Regions from separate parts of the Mus musculus genome. Here region 1 is linked to region 2. Evidence: chromatin contacts called from public Hi-C data. All regions are on one chromosome and are shown on one strand. The core of a region is the stretch at or near the end of the contact, and the rest is flanking DNA. Distances in the headings are between cores, read along the strand shown. Region 1 has its middle 170 kb from the start of 2310003N18Rik. Region 2 overlaps Ncam1 (neural cell adhesion molecule 1).

Evidence for each region. A called contact is a pair of places that touch in the nucleus more often than the background predicts.
Region 1: a Hi-C map of neural progenitor cells shows a contact between it and region 2, with 2.2 times the contacts expected there. The contact joins two enhancer-like sites. A contact is called at or near these places in 2 of 484 Hi-C or Micro-C datasets (nephron progenitors and neural progenitor cells) and 1 of 9 other capture datasets (embryonic stem cells).

Annotation. Positions count from the first base shown.
Region 1 is chr9:50,063,404-50,067,587 of GRCm38.p6, forward strand. No RefSeq gene overlaps it. Among named protein-coding and RNA genes, the nearest start is that of 2310003N18Rik, 170 kb to the right of the region's middle. Within about 2 kb of position 1,263, at least 33 of the 459 cell types and tissues checked have an H3K27ac peak or open chromatin away from gene starts, as enhancers often do. A contact at or near this core is called in neural progenitor cells, where this site is marked.
Region 2 is chr9:49,657,268-49,661,538 of GRCm38.p6, forward strand. All of the region lies in intron 1 of Ncam1 (neural cell adhesion molecule 1), which reads right to left. Among named protein-coding and RNA genes, the nearest start is that of Ncam1, 140 kb to the right of the region's middle. Within about 2 kb of position 1,269, at least 24 of the 459 cell types and tissues checked have an H3K27ac peak or open chromatin away from gene starts, as enhancers often do. A contact at or near this core is called in neural progenitor cells, where this site is marked.

The sequences.
Region 1 (4,184 bases), core at 13-2,512, 410 kb after region 2:
AGCCTGGATCAGCGTTTGGTTGTATGCACATTTGTTTACTCTTTAGGCTTCTCTGAGTGAGAAACATCCACTTTGTCATTTAAGTGGCAAGAAAATGAACTCTTGTCAGTCCTTGGCACTTTCTATTCAAATATCCACATGAAAGATCCCCGGGGCTGAGATAAAGATAAGATGAGCAAAACCTAGGTATACCATGGAAGGAAGTACCCACTCTCAGAGTCTTGCAAATTCCCTCAGCTTCCTTTCTTACCACATCCTAGCCCCATTTTAGATGTTCCAGATGCTATGAGGACACAGGGTGTGAGCTTTCAACATAGTAGACTGTCAAATTTATTTTGGAACTGAAATCTAAAACAGCGAATTTTCATCTGGCTTTGTCACCAATTCAATATGATCTCAAAAAGACTCTGTAACCTATCTGGGCCTGGGCTTCTTATTGGTAAATTAAGAACAATCACGTCTACTCTGGTTATTTTCAAGCACTGTGATAAGAATAATATTAAATCATGAACGGAGTGGTTAACAGGCTTCTTGGAGGCTGTACAATTCATTCACTGGAACATTAAACCTAATCTCTTACATAAACTCTAGGTTTGCCTGTGACTCGTTTCTTATTTAATTAATTAAACAAATAGGTATTAAGTGCCTACCATGATCAAGGCTGAGAGAGGTACCTGTGGAGAATGAGAAGAAAAATCCAACACATAATATGTTCCATAGGAAATAGAAGTTAGGTGGGATGAGAAGGAAACCACCACCAGGACTCACATAGCTTGATTGATACCCAGTGATTCCCGTAGCCCATTGCCCAGTGGTTATCCTTGGTCTTTCCTTATCTCTTAAGGCAGGTCTACGTTTACTCTTAGGTCCATCTTTTTCCACAGGCCAAAGTTGCTAGGGGAATAACCTGCAATTAGAATTATCTTAGAGAAAAAAGAATTCATCTCAAAAAAAGAGCCAGCTATATATCCTTGACTTACCTGAAGCCTCTGAATATCAGACTTGGAAGACAAAGTTAGCCAGTGAGCAGGTCTAAAAGAGAACTCCTGGTGAATATTCTTTATTACTCTTTTTGGTATTTCTTGACCTTCAATGACACATCTTATATTTTGAGGTCTAAGATAATTGGAAATAAAATGGGAGTTCCAATGTTCAGGGTTCAGAGCCCCTCAGAGAAGTGGCAGGAGTCGGATTATACTGCATGTCCAATACTCAGCAGCAACAGGCGAGGCATAAAGTCCCTGCAAATCTCTCATCCTCTGCTGTCCTATCTGGGGAAAGACATGCCAGCGATTTAACAAGCACAAGGGTGTAAATCACACAGTGAAAACTCTCACCATGGAAGGACAAAGATTTCCTAAAAGAATGAGGGAAAAAAGCCACCCAGTGCTAGGCATTCTAGGAGTTAGTGTTGGTGTCTAAATGTTAAACATTTACATTTTACAGCAAAGTGACATTTTTAAAGGCATTCTATTGCCCATTTGCAGCCATTACTCGCTGTTGGCCATGGACTTAAGGCTGGAGCTGAGCGATGAATCAAAGGCACCCTTTGTACCATGTCACTAAGCAACTGCCTCCTCTTCTGTCTCTCACAGAGCCTGGGCTGGGCACACAGCCTGTGTCATCCACATGGTGAGTTTACGGGTCTTGATTTATGCCAGCCAACGTTTCCTGAGGAAAAGGCAGTTGAGTTTGGGCTTGGGCCATGTCTCGTCGATGTGCTGGGAGGAAAACATGGAGCAAGTGGGGATCAGCACAAGTAGGCAAGGTCAGGCCTGGTGTTTTGTTCCAGATTGCCCTAGCATCTGTAGAATATCGCTTCAGTTCAAAGAAGGCAAGTAGACAGCATGCATGTTGATGAGCTCCTTTGCAATCCAAAGTGGGCATTCCTAGTCTATCATAAAGTATGTTATTGAGCCAGATGTAGCTTGGAATTGTATACGATATATATTTCAAGACTCCCTTACCAACTGGCCAGTTGGCATATGAGATGAGCCTATTTGTCACCCTGTCTATGTGCCAAAGTCTGATTGCCACCTCTTTTTTTTTACATAAGGCTTCAGCATTTCTTCATATATAGCTGTCTCTGTAATGGAAATAACAAGGTTGGGGACAGCTAACCTGCACACTTCTTTGTGTGCATAAAAATCACTTAATCATGCTGGCACTGGACAAGAATTTGATGTTGTCCACAACACGTACACAGAAAGTCATGATGCTTGTCACTTAATGAACACATGCTGTGCATCAGGTATGCAGATGGGTTAACTGATTAGTATTCGCCTTTCACAGTGAACTGAAGGCTCAAAGAAATAAAGTCATCCATAAGACTCAGCCAACCAGAGAGAAGCTGTACTTGAACCCAAGAATGTCTAACTCCAAATAGTTCGTTCTTAGATTAAAAAGTAGACCTTGATACTGGGCACATTGGCTCGCCATCTAAACATTCAAATTTTCTTCTTTGCATCAAGAGGAGAGAGAAGATCCTTTCTTCCTTTCAGAACGTGTCTCCAGATCGTTCCTCACTCTGTCTAGCTTCTAGCTTCCCTGGCAGCTCCTTTAACCCTCCTTGTTTTCAGTTTTCCTTTTAACTAGGTTACAGGGCAAAGTCCAACAGAAAGACAGACCTAAGTGTATGTATGAGAAAGGACTTAACAACAAACATCAGTTATCTCATTTCATAGATGCTAGTAATTGGCTAACAAGGAGGGCTCCTAGCATCCCCACAGTGGGACAAGTATGAGATTCTCATGCTTGGCTCCCAGAATGAACCATCCCTGTCTCTCCTTGCTGAAGCTTTCAGCAATCCTAAACTCTCTGTATTCTTTCAAGGTCTTCTTTAGTGTCCAGTCTGGATATCTGATGTTGTTCTACCAAGAACTGTCAACTGTCACCCTTTCTTCCTTTACTGACACTGCTGCTCCACACTCTGGCACATCTGTCTAGCAACTCCTGCTCTCATGTCTTAACTCTGCATACTTCTTCTGTAGGAAAGATTAGTTCGGTGGCCATATCAAATTCCTAGAATCGAGCACTTCCTCCTAAGCACAAACTCCAATGTTCTTGGTCTGCCTCCTTCACTGGGCTAAAGGCTTGGTGTGTGTGTGTGTGTGTGTGTGTGAGAGAGAGAGAGAGAGAGAGAGAGAGAGAGAGAGAGGAAGGAAGGAAGGAAGGAAGGAAGGAAGGAAGGAAGGAAGGAAGGAAGAAAGAAAGAAAGAAAGAAAGAAAGAAAGAAAGAAAGAAAGAAAGAAAGAAAGAAAGAAAAAGATTTGTGGCTCTAATACTCAGCACCGTCTCCATGCCTCCCCTCAAAAATCAACAGATGTATACATAAATGATTAAGCAGAATGGATAGATGAACTCACTGTCATGGAAACTAACTAGATGAGCACATGTAAGAAGGTGTTCTCCTCCCTACTTCTGTACCTAGTTCACTAAAATTGGCAGATGTCCCCTGAGCTGGAGGAAATGTGCAAGCAGCCAGCATAACCCACAGGGAGTTCAGTCTCAGTATCTAAAATTGGTAGGAAAATAGTCTGAGAAAGATTACCTTATTCAGATGCTGTCCATCAAACAACTTCGGGTTGAAAGAAAAGCAAACACGAGCGATTATATCTTAGTTTTATCACTTGGCATGGCCAAAATCCATATCGGAGGTTAAAAGAAAAGTTCAGAATTTGGCCTCAGCATAAAAATGTGTATTGATTTCTCCAAAGTAGGTATGTGTCCATCCATATGAGAGTATTGATGCCAAATAAGAATCATTCCTAGAACCTAAGGGAGGATCATCAAATACAGTCACTTTATTATAAATTTAATGAGACTTGCTATCTCAAGCTAGGGGAATGAAGAAGTGAAGGCCAGGGTGAATGGTCCCAGGATCCTACATTACATCAGCAGCATCCCTTCCCTCATGATGCCTAGCTCTACACTTCTCTGGCATTTCTCCTCATGGTCCATGGCCTGGCACCTCATGGTCCTGTCAGATTCTCCATCTTGCCCTTCCCTGAGCTCTGCATATCAGTAGCCTCATATAGTACCCTCCATCTTCCTCTGATCACATTGAACGTTTGTAGAGAGCTGGGGTACACTCTAGAGCTATGCGCTGATTGACAGTATCCCTTCTCCTGGCTCCAGATGCTCCTCTGCTGTATGGAGTAGCATTATCCAGGGCTGTCCTTATT
Region 2 (4,271 bases), core at 19-2,518:
ACTTGGAAAGTATGTGCATGTGACCGGAGACAAGTAAGAGAAGAGGAGAACAGGGAGAGATGGCAGAGAGGGAAAGAACCAGAGCTTGCCAGATCCCTGTGAAAGAACTTAGATTTGTTCTTAGGGGGTAGTAGCAGGTCAAGAGAAATGGAGATGTCTGATTTTTTTTTTAAAATATCTTTTCCTTTATACATAATTCTGGAAGAATGTGACCCTGTGGCTTCTGATTCTCAAATCTGCAGCATATTTTATCAGGATTCCAAGATCAAATAACTAATTACTTCTTCCAAACACTTCCAAATGATCATCATTTAAAAAATCATCGAAAAGAATGGAAGGGAACAAGACAAAGCAGGGCTTCTCAGGACAGAGCTGTCTTTATTAACTCTAAATCACAGAATTGTTTAGTTGCTCAAAGTTTCGATAGCACTTTCCTACATTCCTGTGTTTGTTGTTTTTCTCCCTTGACAAAGTATGTTTAGAAAATGAGTGATAAGAATTTACAATAATGAGCTGTTCACACATGTTCCCTAAGTATTTCCCTGGGATAATGAAACAACGCTTGTTAAAGAACAACCAAGATGAAGACTATAGGAAAAGTAAGAACACAGATGTAAATAACAATTCGTGGCCATGTTTCTGTCACCAGGGCACCTATTGAATTGTAGGTGACAAATAGGGAATGGTGACATGTTTGGAAAACCACCAAAAATGACCTCCATTCCTGCCATGCATTTCTGTGTGAGTGCTAAATGACAGCCTGTGATGTCATTCCTCGGGGTGTTATACAGCTTTTCTCTTTGACATAGGGTTTCCTACAGGCATTGAACTCACCAAGTAGGCTGGCCTGGCTGGCCTGTGAGTCCCAGAGATCCTGTTGTCTTGGCGTCCACAGTGCTGGGATTAGAATGCACATGCTAGAATTGCAAGCCCCATGCTTGGCCTTTTACGGGCTTCTGAGAATTGAAGTATGTATGATTCTTGTGCTTGGAAAGGACTCACTTCACTGAAAGCCACCTTCCCAGTCTTCTTCTTGCCTTCTGATCTCAGTCAGTCACAATTTGTAAAGAATTTGCTGCTTCAAGGGTGTCCTTCCGCCTCACCTGCCCATGTGCCTGGAGGAATTTCCTGTGCACTTCTCTCCCATCCTGTCCCCTGCTACTGTTTCCCTATTGGCTATAGCTAGAGGTCAGAGGTTGGGCTATCCATTTGCTGCACAAGCATTCTGCCACTAGGCTACACCCCAGTCCTGTTAGTGTTTCTTGATACTTGGTGGTTGGTTCTGCCTGATTCCTCTCCAAGTCTAGCTCATTGCCGTTCTCTGTGCCACAGCCACAGGCTGGACGCAGAGCCCAGTTTCCCTCAGAAAGGCCCTGGGTTGGCCCAAGTCCATCTCCTTACTCGGACAAACACCAAAGGCTATAAATGAGATTTTTGTCAGGCCACAGATCAGAGACCTGGCCCAGCTAAAACTTCCGCCTAAGTCCAAGACACTCTTTCCCATTAAAGGCTTCTTAATAGGTGTAATTGGTAACTGCCTGAGAATAGTGTGAGCTCATTCAGGTTCTTCATCTACCCATTGGTGCTGAAATAACAGCCAAACAAAAGCAAAACTCCTCCCCAGCACAGTCACTCCCGAAGAACCCATGCTCAAGGCCCTCAGAGAGTGCAGCATAAAATGATTCCCCACACTTTTAGATGCTGTGTACCTCGATAGCGTGATACAAAGAAACCCCACGGAAGACAAGATTTGAATGGAAAAAAACGTGATAAAGTCTTATTTACAGAGGACTATGTAAGGATAAAATGCAATACCAGCAGAACCTCATGATACTCAAACTAAAAAAAATAAAAAGTTAGTAATGCATTTTAAGGCATATCCTCTCTTCCAATTATTGCTATTAATTGCCCCCAGGTCTAAGCAATCAGAATGATCTAGCCAATGGGGAGTAAAGAGTTGCCTGTAATACTTACTTATGGTTGCTGGGCATTGGAAACTCTGCCCCCAACCTGATTTGAGACATCAAGTACTTTGTATTATTATCTGACTCTCATAGGTCAGTGCCTTCATATTCCATTCCAGCTATAAACTAATAGCTGAGTCTCACGGGTTCATAAGTGGCACGGGCTTTGCCGGGCCTGAGGGTGGTTTGCTAATTTAAATTTTTATGCTGTACATGACTGTATCTTCATTCGATACAGCTGGATCAAGATTTGAAGTAAATCAATAATTTTCATTATCCCCCAAAGCCTAAAATCCTCACCTAGAAATTTCTGGAGGGTCACTAGCACTGCCACAGCCATTCTAATAGGGCTCAAAGCAGAAGTGTCAGCATGGTGCCATTCTACATGCTGGATGCTGGGATTGTGGTAGGATGTGTTCTGTGCAAGCTCAGAATATGCTAGGGTTAAAGCCAAGGGAAGCATGGCAAACTGATGACATCTGTAAGCCCATGGTGCCTTTCTCCTCACTGGGACAAACGGAGCTTAAGAGAGGGGTGGTTTTATTTCCCTCACAGGTTCTGTGGGCACAGCGATTCATAGTGGGATGGGACCCAACTGGTCACATTGCAGCTACAGAAAGATAGCAGAGACAGGGATGGCCTTTCGTGCTGCGTACTCTTCAGTCTAGAACCCCAGCCCCATGGAATGATACCATATTCAGGGTGGGTCTTCCCATCTCAGCTAACACAATGTAGAATTTCCCTTACAGACACATCCAGAGGTTTGTTTCTTGGGTGGTTCTACATTCAGTCAAGACAACAGTGTCAATTGTCATACCCCACGTTTCCCACAACCTCTTTTGAATGGCTCTACATAGGAGAGAGCATGACATATTGAAAATCACTTGCATATGAGTATACAATATACAGTACAACACACCAGTTTTCTAAATTATAAGAGTTTATGCTATTTTCAAATGGCTTTTGCAGATGACTAAAAAGGAAAAAAAATCCTTAAAGTATGTTCAGAGAGCATTAGCAAAAGATACTTAATTCTTCCCCAATTTTGTAATGTGTTCTTGGCACATGAACTATTAAGGCTCATTTGCTGAGACAAAGATGTGCAATGTGTACATATTCTGTTCACACTTGAGGCAGAAGAGATGGGCTTCTTTTTACAGGGCATGCCCACTTCAATGCACCAAGCAAAGGAAATATAATCTTTGCTATTCCTAAAAAGGTATGTTTTGTAGAAATATTTGCACAAGAAATCATACCACTATTAAATAGATTCCTGTTGTAACGCTAGATTTTAACCTGATTTTTTGGCCCCTCTCCCAAACCTAGTGGTACCTTTCCAAACCAGCCACAGAGCACACATGAAGAGCCTAAGGAAAAGTCTCACTGTGCAGTACCAGCTCACGTCTAGCAGCATGGCAAGGACCACGCTCCTCACCTTGGCCTGCGCATCTTTGCTAGCCTTGTCTGGGGTCAGCTTCTCCTTTACCTTTGCAAATAATACCTCTATTGATTGGTCTTGCTCTTTGAGCAGAGTGATGCTGGACAGGCTGACTCCACCGGGAAAAGCAGAAGCTGTTTGCCAGCCCAGTCGATGAGCTTAAACAACGTTAAGCCTAAAATGAATCCTATCACTTGATGCAGATGGAAGCTTTGTCTTGAAGTCATTTGAAAACGGGTGCCAATGGACTGGATGGCCCGAGGGTAAAGTCCACCCTGTCTGCTCAGCTGTTCTTTCTGCAGACAGCTTTGCAAGGTTGGGAAGATCCCTCTGAAGAGTGAGTGGAGGCTTCAAGTTATGGTACTATCAATAGTCTACCATCTCTTACCCTTCTCCAATAAAAGCACAAAACACTGAACAAAGGATTCTTTATTATAACATGTTACAGCTAAGCACTGTGGAGGGCTGCAAAGGGCTCCAAGTTAGTGTTGGACAGATCTTGTCAAAACCGTTATCACATACACAGGCAATGGGCATGATCATATGGGGGCACATATTGGCTCAGGAAGCCTACTTTGTTATGTGAAGCCTTGTGGGTTCTCTCTCTCTCTCTCCCTCTCCCTCTCCCTCTCTCTCTCTTTCTCTCTTTTTTTTTTTGCTGCATACACCTGTTTACTTGTAAAGTATTAAGTTACTTGTAAAATAATAAGTAATAATGGAAAACAATTAGTGTGTTTAAACTTATGAGTGAAGAGGTCCTTTGTGTTCTTAGTAGAATGCGCCTTCTTAAATTTAGATCCCCACTGACTTCACACTTCAGAATGATTTGAGGGTAAATTTTATGCTGTGTGGCATTTCCCACAACTTAA